Regions from separate parts of the Mus musculus genome. Here region 2 is linked to region 1. The links are chromatin contacts, called in public Hi-C maps. All regions are on one chromosome and are shown on one strand. Each heading gives the region's core, a stretch centred on a gene start, on an enhancer-like site or on the middle of the called end of the contact. The rest is flanking DNA. Distances are from core to core; before and after follow the strand shown. Region 1 holds the start of Klhl24 (kelch-like 24). Region 2 overlaps Yeats2 (YEATS domain containing 2).

Region 1 (6,542 bases), core at 2,874-5,373:
TTATCCTCATAATTACACAAAGTAGGTAGTTTTATCTTAATTTATTTTTATATTTTAAATGTTTTTATATTTTTGTACTTTAAATAGCTTTTTGGTTTGGTTAGGTTTGTGCTATGTAACGTAGGCTGGCCTCAAACTACTGATATTCCTACCTCAAGGTCCTCAGAACTGAGATTACAAGTGGGAACTGCCACTCCCAGAATTATCCTCATTTTGAAGATGAGAAAACAGGCTGAGAAAGGTTAGCGTACTCAAGCATGAGGCTACTAGGATGCAAAGCTAGCATTCGGACCAATCCTCTGACTATAAAGCACCACTGCAAACAGAGTTGGAGGACACAACCGTCAAAGGGCTAAGCTTATGTAATGAAGTAGCAAAAGCAACCCAGCATAGGGTGACCTCTGGGCTATCCGCTGTGGAAACTTTCTGAGATCTCTAATAGAGCTTCAGGGAGGTTGTGTTACTTAGAGTGGGTGCCTACACAGAACCTCTGGGGAGCACAGCATCCGCTGAGATGACAAAATGAGAACTCTGGGTCTGGCGGTTGTTGCCCAAGCTTTATGTCTGAAGAAAGTCGGTGAGATTTTTCAAGAACAAAAATGGAGGTTACTCTTGGGTATGTTTAGCCCCTCTCCTTCATGGACTCTGCAGGATTCATGGAATGTCTGTCTACTAAGCAATCCAAGGACCACAAGTGGGCAAGATAAATTCTTAGGACCTGTTGGCATCTTCAAGAAGAAGAGTGCCAGGAATAACAGATCAAGCTGAGGTTCATACATGCCTCTACAGGTCACTAGAGCAAGAAACTGGGGCCAGGAACATGAACTCTATACAGACTCTATGGTAGTTTGAATGAGAATGGCTCCTATAGATGCATACATTTGAATGTCTGGTTCCCAGTTAGTGGAACTCTTTGGAAAGGATTAGGAGGTGTGGCCTTGTTGGAGGAAATAAGGGCTTGGGGTTTCAAAAGCCATGCCAGGGCCAGCCAGGCAGTTACTCAGTCTCCACACACACCCTCTCTCTGCCCGCAACTTGAAAATCAGATATGAACTAATCTTAGCTACTTTTCCAGCACCATGCCTTTCTTGCCATGCCACCATGTTCCCTGCCATGGTGATCATGAATCAACCCTCTAAAACTGTAAGCAAGTTCTCAGCTAAAGTGTGGCAGCTCACAACTGTCTATAACTGTAGTCCCATGGGACCTGATGCCCTCTTCTCAGATGTATGTATGTGCAGACATACACGTGGACAAAATACATACATATATATGTGTGTGTGTATCACAAACAAATAAACCTTTTTAAAAAATAATGATGAAAAAAAGCATATAGAGATAGTATCATCAAAATGGGAAGTCACAAATCCAGAAGAAACCAACTGGGGAAGTCGAGGCAGTCAGCTGGAGTTCCAACCTGAGCTTTGTCTCCACTGAATGAGCTTGCTATGGCTGAACTTCCAACTTCCTTTTCCCACTGTAACCTCTCTTGGAGGTGGCTCACTTTCTAGCTGTTTTCAAGGAAACCGTGACTTTTATGGTTTATTTTTGGGCTGTTTCACTGTTCTCTTCCCTCCCTCGGAACATCATCTCAGACAAGGGACCCTGGAAGACACTTTAGACAACCATGCCTGGGTCTGAGTTGGGAGGGAAGGAACACCACTTCCAATGCCAGCTTCTTAGTAAGCTCAAACAGCACAAAACAATTAACCAGGGTTCCATCGTAGCAGTGCACAGGCTGGGCATAGACTCATAATCCTAGTACTCAAAGTGCAGGAGGAGCTGAGAGTTCCACATCTTCATGTGAAGGCTGCTAGCAGAATACTGACTTCCAGGAAGCTAAGATGAGGGTCTTAAGCCCACACCCACAGTGACACACCTACCCCAACAAGGCCACGCCTCCTAAGGACAAGCATATACAAACCATCACACCATACCTCCCTTCCCATAGAAAGGGTGACCTCATGACCTTATATGATCCAAGTCACATAAGCCCTATTCTTCTGTCTTGTTCGTAGAGCATAGACCACATATCAACTAAGCCAGCTTCCTTACAATGTAATATGCTCCTTCGCTCAGAAATCTTTAAGAATAGACGGGGGCTGGAGAGATGGCTCAGCGGTTAAGAGCACTGACTGCTCTTCTGAAGGACCTGAGTTCAAATCCCAGCAACCACATGGTGGCTCACAACCATCCGTAACAAGATCTGGCACCCTCTTCTGGAGTGTCTGAAGACAGCTACAGTGTATTTAAAGCATACAATAAATAAGTAAATCTTTAAAAACAAAAACAAACAAAAAAAGAATATTTGTTAAAAAAAAAAAAAGAATAGACACCTTGCTTTTTACTTTGAGTGAAACTAAGTTTCTCACTTTGGGCCCTACTGTACTGCTTGCTGAAGCATTAATAAAATGCTTGCCTGAAAAACGAATAAGTTCAAACATATCTCTCTCTCTCTCTCTCTCCCTCTCTCTCTCTCTCTCAAATCTCCCTCCAAAAAATAAAAAATAAAATAAAATAAAATAAAATAAAAATTCTATCACTAATGAATTAGAGGTCAGCCTCAGAAACATTAAGACGCTGTTTTGCAACCTAAATAAAGGATCTGGAGCAATGACCCCATTGTTAAAAACACTGACTGCTTTATGAGAGAGGATGAAGCCTAGAATTCCAGCATCCCTACATGGTAGCTCACACTCTCTGAAACCAACTCCAGTGCTGGGGAATCTGGTGCCTTCTTCTGGCCTCCATGGGCATTGCATGCAGGCACATGGTACACAGACGCAGACAAAACATATTTAAATTTTAAATTTTTAAATAAATAGAGCTGAAGAAATGACTTAATGGCTAAGAGCACTTATTGCTCTATCTGGATTTCAGCTCCCAGCACCTGCAGCTCCAGGGGGACCCAATGACTCTGATCTTTACCAGCACTCAGATAGCCAATACAGACACACACAAAGAATTAATAATAATAATAATAATAATAATAATAATAATAATAGACAATTTAAAAAGAATTCTAGATAGTTTTCCTTCAAGTTATGTATCTTGTTTAAATCAATTTGTGGAGAAGAGAGGGGAAGAGAAGGAAGGAGGAGGAAAAGAGGGGAGGAGGGGAAAAGGACGAGGGAAGGAAGGAGAGAATATGAAAATAAATCTTCTTGCTTTGACAAGAGAAAACCAAAGAAAGGACTCTCTAAGCTGATAGCACCAACTGGTCAAGCCAGAGTGGCAAGCAGTTTTACTGCAGGCCTAGCCATAAATCTTAGAAAAGTCAAAGAAAGGTCCCCCCCACTCCACCCCCCACCCCCGCGCCCCAGGAAGTACTCAGTAGGCTTTTTTTAAGTTAATAGAACATGAAAAGGAGACCTAAAAGCTTATCAAATGGCCTGCCTGTCAACTCTGCTCCTCTCTCTCTACCTTGTGGCAACACATCTAATTTTAACGGAGGCAAGGCTGTCTTAATGAAGTGCAGAAGGAAGAAGTACGTAACTTTTGTCAGAAGCCAGAACTATCCAAACATTTTCAAGAGCAGAGGACGGCCATCCTTGAAAAGGAATCTCCTAGAAACAAAACATCTTGAAGAAGATTCCATGTGCCTCGGAAAATAAAGGTTTGTTACAATTTTTGTTCAACTCCTGCATCTGATTAAGACAAAAATTAAATTAAATTTAAAAAGTAACTGAGGCTCTGATAGCGACCTTGACAGATTTACAAAGAAAGCGTCCTCTGCAATTATGACCAGGCTTCTAGTACACTCCACCTCTCAGGCCCTCTGATTTCCCAAGTGTGTTAGAACATGGTAATTAAAACAAGCCTTATTCCAAGCTCTAAGGTTGGCTAAGTCCTGGTCTTGTGCTTTGGCTTTGGGATGTAAAGGGCTCTTTGAAAACAATCAACATACCACTTCTGTCTTGATCAAGATGCATTCCTTTAATCTTATTCTACCTTAAATAAATGTTTGGAATTAGCAGCCCGGGGTTGGGTTTCCGCCCTCTAGCGGAACCCAGATGGCCTGAGAGCCCACCGGCAGTAAAAACTACGTCTCCCAGAATGCTCCGGGAAGGCGGATGCCTCCCCCCCATTGGCCAAGGGTGGGTGACGCTAAGTGTTTTGGCTCGACGGTCACATGTTTCCTTTGTTGTGAGCAGTGGCAGAGACTGGCGGTGGCTCGAGGAGACGCCGGCGCAGCAGGGACGGGGGTCGCCGCTCGTGCCGCTTCCAGCCTGCGCCGAGAGGTACCAGGGTGGCCGCTCCAAGCGGCATGCGACCGCGGCGCTGATCCCCGGCACCGGCGGGAGGGAGGCGAGGTCCCTGGCTGCCAGAAGCCCGATGCGGCCTCGGGCGTGGGGACAGGGCAGGGACGAGCCCCGCGGCAGCAATACACTTAGGGTGGAAGCGGCCGGAGTGTTTCGGCCTCGGACCTGGAGTTTCCGTGGGGTGACCGTGAGTGCTGTCGCCTAGCACGGATAAGGATCGGGGTGCTGGGGCCATAGCAGCCAGCAGCACAGTTGCGAAACATGCGGGGCGTGGTCACCTGACCGTTACCCGCCCCCGCGAAGCCTTTGTTTACCGGGAGCGCGGCCTCGGGCCGTCCCGGGGGAGCCCCCACCCGGCTGCCCGCTTCCTTCTCAGGGCCCTCTGCTTCTTAATTTAGTTCCCAATGTTCCCGCCCCCAAGCCCTGGGCACCCGAGGCGAAGATCGTTCGGGCGGCCGGGATTGGGCGCTGCAGGCGGGCCGGGCCGGCGAGTTCCGAATTTTTATTGGCAGGGGGTGGTAGGTGGGTGGCCCGTGCCAGGCAGTCCCGCCCTCGCCTGAAGGTGACCTGGAGGACGCGGGCGCCGAGGGAGGGGAGCAGCGGGGCGGTGGGTAGGAAGGGGGCGTGCCCTGCAGAGGCCAGGGGGTGGGGGCTAACCCGTAGCTCCTGGCGTAGGACAGCGCGCAGCTCTGCGAAGTTGCCCTTGCCTGCTCTGTCCAGCCTTAGGTAGTAAAGGATGACCCACAAGGCCACATTTGAGAAGCTTCAATATCAGCTCTAGCGGATTTTAATCATGTCAATTTTTTTTTCTGTTAGTGTTCTCAGCTGACACCTGGCACAACCACCAGATGGTTGATGGTTGATAATGGTTTGGTGTTTTGTTTTTCTTTATTAGGATTTAATATGTATCCCTTGCCACTAAAAATATAAACGGTGGCTTTTACCTTTAAAAAAAAAGATATTTTGAGGTTATTCACCTAAAAGTTTTTTGGTTTTGGATTTTTGAATGAGCTTTCTTAGTTTTCCCTTTTTGGGGCACACAATTTCGTGTATTAATCTCCCAGGTAATTGAGAAGTTTCTGATAAGTGAGTTGAAGGTGTGTTTGGAAAACTGTACATTAAGATAACCGAAAGCCCAGTCATTTCCAGACGGAGGATATTAAAGGTGGTTTTCCAAATCTCTTAAACTTATGGTGCAGCTAGGTTTTGTCATTTTATCTCAGAAAAGTTGAGTTTCTTCAGTAAAGCAGGTATAATATACTTAATAAAGCAGCCTTAATATACTTTTTAAAGATTTATTCTGTGTGGGTGTTTGACCAGCATGTACCCACCCACCTGTGTTCGGTGCCAACGAAGGCCAGAAGAGGGCGTCAGATCTCCTGGAACTGGAGTTCTAGATGGTTCAAGTTGTCAGCTGCCTTGTGAGTGCTGGAAACCAAACCTGGGTCCTCTGCAAGAGCACTGCTAAACCATCCTTCCAGCCCCTCTTAATATTAAAAATCCAAGTACTGATGCCTGTTAGAATAAGAAGTTGTCTGATCAGGACACATAGTCACTCGTATACTAAGGTTATTCAGATCTTAACATATACAAATGCAACCCAGTATACTTTAATAAGAACTACCTACCATTTGATAAGTTGAGTTTCTTTAAACAAAGCTTGTGACTTAGTCTTTAAACAGGAAGAAGAAAACAATATTCTGAGAGCTATCAGTTATATCTTAAACTTTCCTGGCTTTCGTCCAGATTGCCAAAACCTTAATGCTTTTCCGGTGTGCTTTTTAACTTCCTTGTTTTCCTGCCATTTCATTAAGAGTCAGAGGTCAAGACTTTGGAAAATAAATACTTAGCAAATATGTTGCAGCATTTATTCTTGTATGCACTTTATTTACTCTTACCTGGAAAATTTAGGACAGCTCTTTTATCAAATATGTAAGTGTGGACTCTGTAATGAAAAATGTCAATAAAATGTCCTCACAAGCATTTATGCAAAAAAAAAAAGATTTCATTTCTGTTGTGACTACAACAATGATACAAGACAGCTGGATGTTTTTAACATTTCTGTTCTTCATGCTATAAATACTCCCATAAGCTCAAGGTGAATCCCCTGTGGGCAGCTCCAGTTATTTGGGAGACTGAAGTAAGAGCAATACTCAGTAGACCTAGGAGTTGAAGACCATCCTGGGCAACATAGACTTGGGAGTCCAACAACAGAATAGCTAATTATCTTCAAGAGTTTTCATTCTTCCAGCACACCCTCTCCCACACGCACACTCTCCT
Region 2 (6,832 bases), core at 2,847-5,346, 72 kb after region 1:
AAGAAAATGCAAAAATGTATTTATAATGGAAATATTTCATATCCTACCACTCACTGAATTTTTTTTAACTTACATTGGATCCCATTCACTGCCCCACCCCCACCCCAGACACCTTCTCTCACAATCTTTCCTCTATCCCCCTCCTCTTTTCCTCTTAAGTATCTCCTCTCCCCCTGGGTATCCCCACCACCCCCACCCCCGATACTTCAAGTCTCTGCGAGGCTCCCCCTGGGTATCCCCCCCCCCCAATACTTCAAGTCTCTGCAAGGCTAGGTGCTTCTTCTCCCACTGAGGCCAGAGAAGGCAGCCCAGCTAGTAGAATATATCTCACATACAGGCAACAGCCAAACTTTTGATGGCTGCTTCTCTGTTTCCTTAAGGGTTATAGGTCTGTTTAGATTGTTCATCGGATCTTGCTATAACTTTGTAAGTGGTATTTGTCAAAAATATTATCCATTTCTTTTAGGTTTTTCAATTTTGTGAAGTATAGGTTTTTAGAGTATGACTTACTGATTCTTTGGATTTCCTGTTATTATGTCCCCATTTTTGTTTTTGATTTTGTTAACTTGGATATTCTCTTTCTGCCTTTTAGTTTGGATAAAAGTTTGTCTGTCTTGTTGCTTTTTTCTCAAATAACCAACTCTTTGTTTCATTGATTCTTCATATTGTTTCTTTCTATTTTATTGATTTCAGCCCTGAGTTTCATATTCCTCTTGGATGTGCTTTTTTTTTTTTTTTTTTTAATGTAGGCAGTTAGTGCTATGAACTTTCCTCTTAGTACTACTTTCATTGTGTCCCATAAGTTTGGATATGTTATGCCTTCATTTTCATTGAATTCTAGAAAATCTTTGATTTCTTCCTTTATTTCTTCTTCTTTGACTCAGTGGTCACCGAGTAGAGAGTTATTCAGTTCCATGGCTTTCTGGTTTTTCTGTTCTTAAAATCAACCTTTAATCCATGGTGGTCTGATAAGACACAAGGTTATTTCAGTTTTCTTTTATCTGTTGAGGCTTGCTTTGCGGTCAGTTTTAGAGAAAATTTCATGAGATGCTGAGAAGAAGGTATATTTTTTGATTTTGGGTGAAATGTGAAATATTCTGTAAATGTCTGTTGTCCATTTGGTTTAAAACGTCTGTTAACTCCATTGTTTCTGTTAAAGTTTTGGCTGGATGACCTCTCGATGGTGAGTATGATACCAAAAGTCTCCCACTATAAAAGTGTGAGGATCTATGTATAATTTAAGCTTTCATAGTGTTTCTTTTGTACACATGGGTGCCCTTCTGTTTGAGACACAGATATTAAGAATTAAAACATCATCTTGGTAGATTTTTCCTTTGATGAGTACTAAGTGTTCTTCCAATCTCTTTTGATCAATTTTACTTTGAAGTCTATTTTGTTAGATATTGGAATGGCTACACCAGCTTATTTCTTAGGTCCATTTGCTTGGAAAATCTTTTTCCAACCCTTTGCCTATCTTTGATGTTGAGGTGTGTTTCTTGCATGCAGCAGAAGGATTGATCATGTTTCTGCATCCATTCTGTTAGTCTGTGTCTTTGTACTGGGGAATGGAGTCCGTTGATATTGAGAGATATCAGTGACCAAAGATTGCTAATTCCTGTTATTTTGTTTTTGTTAGTATGTGTGTGAGACTGTGGGTAGGCAGGTTGCATGCAGGGGGGGGGGGGTTGTGGGGGGAGAACTCTGTGGTTTTCTTTTTCTGGTGTTGTTGACATGAGATTATTTCCCGTGTTTTCATGGGTTAGAATTTTCCTTCTAGTACTTTTTCCAGGGCTGGATCTATAGATAGATACTGCCTATGGAATTTGACTTTATCATGAAATATCTTTCCCCCATCTAGGATGATTAAACATTTTTCCTGGGTATCTGTAGTCTCTTAGAGTTTTACAGTCAAGGCCCGCCTGGCTTTTAGAGTGTGTGCTGGGAAGTTGGGTGTGATTCTGACAGCTCTGCCTCTTACTTACTCCTTCCCCTGTAATGTTCTTTCTTTGTTCTGTGTGTTTATTGTCTTCACTATTATGTGGGAAGGGGACTTTCTTTTCTGGTCCAATCTATTAAGTGTTCTATAAGCTTCTTGTATCTTTATAGGTATCCCCTTCTTTACATTTTGAAATTTTTCTTCCACACGCATGCATATATATAAATTTTTAAAAAGCATTTAAAAATATTGAATGGCTCCTGAGGAATACACCAGAGGTTGACATGTGATACACACATACACACGTACACACATACACAGATACATAGTAAACTTGGCATTCCATGTGGGTCCAAGTGTCAAGCTTAGATTATAGTTTTCTTAACTGTTTGTTTCTTCTGCTTACCATTGCAGAGAACTGCCAGACGTGGTGGTGCACATCTTGAATCCCAGCACTCAGATGCAGAGGCAGGTTGTGTTCAAGGCCAGCCTGGCATGCATAGTGAATTCTAGAACAGCCAGAAATACATAGTGAGACCCTGTCTCAAAAATGAAATTGCTGGAGAGATCACTTGCTCCGTTTCTAGGCAAGTTTTTTTTGTTTGTTTGTTTGTTTGTTTTCTGTTTTTTGTTTGTTTTGTTTTGTTTTTTGAGACAGGGTTTCTCTGTGTAGTCCTGGCTGTCCTGGAACTCACTGTGTAGACCAGGCTGGCCTCGAACTCAGAAATCTGCCTGCCTCTGCCTCCCAAGTGCTGGGATTAAAGGTGTGCGCCACCACTGCCCAGCTTTTTAGGCAAGTTTTTAAATATACTTAATAATTTACATGTATCTCCCATATTAAACTTTGAGCTTTCTTTCCTCCTTTTCTAGTTTTTTCCTTTTTTTTTTTTTTTTTTTTTTGAGACAGGGTTTCTCTGTATAGCCCTGGCTGTCTTGGACCTCACTTTGTAGACCAGGCTGGCCTCGAACTCAGAAATCCGCCTGCCTCTGCCTCCCAAGTGCTGGGATTAAAGGCGTGCGCCACCACGACCGGCTCTAGTTTTTAAGATAGGGTCTTATGATCCTCTTGCTTCTCTCTCCCAACTGCTGATATGACAGGCCGTGCGTGCGTGCGTGCATGCGTGTGCATGCGTGTATTTGGGGGGCATGTCATCAAGACTAGAGTTTCATGTATGCTGAAAAGCACTCACTCTACCCACAGAGCCCCATTTGAGCCCTAATTTTAGGTTTCTAAGTCTTTTCTCTTTTGAGATATAGACTCACTGCATAGCCATAACTGGCCTAGAATTCTGCCTCTGCCTTTGTCCCTTTGTCCCTTGACCTCTGCCTCAGATTAAGGAAGTGCCTCCATACCCAGTCTTTGCTTTGTACTTCTAGATGTTTGTGATCTCTTACTAATAGTAGCATCGCCCAAGATCCAACATTTCTTGTTTGATGCAGAATGAGTTACTTAGGTGGTCAATTCCATAGTAACTCTGCTTGCTGGGAAGTTTTAAATTATACTAAGCAGAGGCCTAAATTTCTGTGAGTTCTTTTTTCAGGGATTAGGGGTTGAGACAGGACCTTTACTTTGACCGACTTGGCCTCTCAGGTGGAACAGTCCTCTTGTCCCGGCCTCCCACATGCTGGCATTGCAGGTGTGCGCTTCTCACTGCTGGAAGCGAATCCATCTGTGCCTTGGTGCCGACAGTCATAATGCTCCTTCCCTAGTAGATTTCAAGGATTTGAAAGAGGCTTTTGAGTCTTTTCCATTGTCTTTACTTCAGATGTCATGTATGTAAGTGTATTATAGTCCCTGACACACTCCAGTTTAGCTGTATTCCTCTTAAAATATGAGACTTAACATCCCAGATTTGGGAGTGTGTAAAGTAGGGTAGTAAAGTTAGCCTGTGTCTTGGCTTTAGTTATAACTTAGAATCTTCTCTATGGGACTCCAGAGTTTGCTTGTACCTGGTGTCAGAATTAATTGTATGTATATTAATTTGATGTAATTTGATACAGCTGCTGGGGAATTCCAGTTAAATTTTTTTTAAGTCAGAACCCAAATGTCATGGTCAGCAGATCTTATCCCATTACCGGATGGAGAAGAATCTCTTCTTCTGTAGAAGCCGTAGTTTTCTTACTTGGCTCACTTGTCATGACTACCTTTGTCCCACTTTCTAAGAGCTGTGAGAGTGAACTTTGTTAAGCTAGTCACTGAGTGTGTGTTGGACTCCAGGCTTTTTGTGGAGATTACAGAAATGAATGCCTGGTCCTTTCATTTGGGGAGTTTGATGTTAGACTATCCCTAACCTCGTGCATGTGAGACTAAAGTGGGCTAGTGTGACAGCAGTCTGACAGCAGCTTACCATACTGTTGTGCATCCAGAGGAGGGCTGTGTAGTAAGGAGATCTGCCACCATGGGCACTTGAACTAGCATGGTGGTGAGAGCATGGCCTCTGTAGTCTAGGTCTTGAGTTTGAATTGTGGTTTCCTGCTTGCTTGCTTGCTTGCTTACTTAAGTGTGGCCTTGCAGGTTTGTTATGCAGTTGAACTGTGCCTCAGGATGGTGCTTCATGAAGTTGTGAACACTGGCCAAGTTAGTAGATCCAAAAGGTTTAGAACAGTATTTGTTTTTAACGAAATACTCTGAATGTTTGCCACCGTCACCATGGAAATCAGAAGTGTTCATCCTAGGAAGAACTTGGAAAAGCTTTTTAGTTCTTTGAAACTCTTCCATATAGAAGAATGATCTGTTTATTCTTTGTGATTCCAAATCCACAGCTTTCATGCAGCAGATAGCTGGCTCCTCTGCTGTGGCCTCCCCACTGCTTCATTTACATGAGCCATGCCCAGCTGAAACCTTCAGTAAGTAGTGCATCTGGAGTCACTATAGCAACTGAAGACTGGTTGGCCACTGCTGGCGGTCACTGATAAGTTTCAACAGAATGGATGTAAGCCTGTAGGGCCCCTAGTGTTAAAACTGAGGAGGTAGAGAGAACAAGTGTAAGGCAGACACAAAACCAGACACAGAAAATTTTCTATATGTACTCCATCTTTGCCCTTAGAGATTCTGCTGTTCTGGCAAACACAAGGAACCTGGGGGGTGGCTAGTTTTGTTGTAGTCTGGCACATGGAACAGTTACATACTAGCTTGCTACAAAGTGGAGAGTGACTCTGGCTCAGATGTAGAGAACTCATCTTGCTGTAATTAGTAAGGTTATTTTCTCTGCTTTCCAGGCTGCTCTTGAATTCAGGACTTCTGTCTGAGACGCTTGTTTGAGGATCTCTGCTTGTTAGTTCTCATCTGTTAGGCTTGTCTTTGGTTGTGTTGACTCTGACCTAACTGAATTCATGTCTTAGTTTTCCAAAAGCTTATGTCACAGAGTGCCTTCTCTCCCAATCTCAGCGTCTAATTACAGTAATTCTGACTCAAGGATTTATAGGTGTTTTCAATTTGCAAACCTGTTATATAGTATATAGTATATAGTCTGAATACTTCAAGATCTCAAGTACATTTCTAAATTTTTTTATTATGGAAAATTTCACATGTACACAAAAACAAAGAGTGTAATGAACCTCCATGTGCCAAATCAATTGGTAACACTTTGCCTGTCATTCATTCATTTCATATTGTGACTGAATAGTCTGTAGTCCGTTAGCATTCAAATACACACTCTTCACTCTTAAGATTCAGCCCCTATGTAGGGAAGATCATATTGTGAACAGCTTGCTTTCTTTTTATGAAGTCCTTCTAGCAGATAACACCAACTTAATTACCGCTTTTAGATGAACATGATTATGATTTATTTTGGTCTGAGATATACATCTTGCATCCTGTCAGCTGTCAGTCGGCTTCTACACTGTGGTGTCACATTTTCACACTGGTTCCATTTAAGAAATGACTTTGGATTATACAGTTTGCACCTCTTATCCATAACCATTTAGTAATAAAAAGTTTTATGTAGACTTGAGTTAGTTTTATTAGCATTGTGTGTGTGTGTGTAACTTAACATGCTGATTTCTCATGAAGAAACCTAATTGTTTATTGGGAAGACATGAATTTCTCTTTTGTCTCTTATGAAAACTTTTTTAGAATGAAAGTATAAACATAGGTAAATTTGTAAAATTTCTGCTTTTCCCTAGAGAGCCCCCCTTTCATCTGACTAGAAGAGGCTGGGGTGAGTTTCCTGTCAGAGTGCAAGTTCACTTTAAGGACAGCCAGAACAAGCGGATAGATATCATACACAACCTGAAGGTACTGTAGCAGAGCGTTGTTCCTGAGAAACACGGTGTCTGTCTGCGTTACCTGCTTTCACCCGACGGTCATGGCTTCGATGGTGCAAGCAGGGGAATCCTTTAGTATCCGATGCTGACTGCTGCAGCTGCCCTCTCCTCAGAGCTGGGGAGGCAGCTGCTTGACACTGCATGCTTTAAAAAGGTGAACTAACTCCCAAGTAAAGAAAAGATTCAATTCTTTATCAAACACACCATTGATATGTTGCTCGAGACCCTGTTACTCCAGCCTTTCTCTTTTAATTTAATTAATTTTTTAGTATATGAGGCAAATACTTTGTGTTTTTCAGTCCCTACCAGCATCTCACAAAATGCACACATGAAGATTAAGGTAAGTGAACATGTTTGGCCAACAATGCAACAATACATAAGCTTGGAATAGTTGAAACCGAGATCCTTCATTGGTTCTACTGCCCTTGTAGTTTATTATAGGGCCGTTATAATTCATATCTATTAAGTACTTTCTATACAACTCTAGCTAGAGCATATGTAACTGTTGCTGTAGTACATGAAGGCAGAGCATTAGCACTGCGTGCAGAAGAGTCTCGAGCATGTACACATCTATGTTCAATGAGTAAGGCACTAGACCCCATCCCCAGCACTAATAAAAAGAAATCAGGT

Evidence for each region. A called contact is a pair of places that touch in the nucleus more often than the background predicts.
Region 2: a Hi-C map of liver shows a contact between it and region 1, with 1.7 times the contacts expected there. The contact joins the enhancer-like site here to the promoter of Klhl24 in region 1. A contact is called at or near these places in 4 of 484 Hi-C or Micro-C datasets (Sertoli cells, cortical neurons, embryonic stem cells and 1 more), 5 of 115 datasets of contacts at active chromatin or transcription factors (CD8 T cells, the SCID.adh cell line, bone marrow-derived macrophages and 1 more) and 3 of 9 other capture datasets (adipose tissue, liver and pancreatic islet).

What each region holds. Positions count from the first base shown.
Region 1 is chr16:20,093,431-20,099,972 of GRCm38.p6, forward strand. It overlaps Klhl24 (kelch-like 24), which reads left to right and starts at 4,124. Exons shown (of 8, transcript NM_029436.3): 1 at 4,124-4,241.
Region 2 is chr16:20,165,130-20,171,961 of GRCm38.p6, forward strand. Yeats2 (YEATS domain containing 2) reads left to right here. Exons shown (of 31, transcript NM_001145930.1): 8 at 6,062-6,173. Among named protein-coding and RNA genes, the nearest start is that of Yeats2, 27 kb to the left of the region's middle. Within about 2 kb of position 4,097, at least 21 of the 459 cell types and tissues checked have an H3K27ac peak or open chromatin away from gene starts, as enhancers often do. A contact at or near this core is called in cortical neurons and liver, where this site is marked.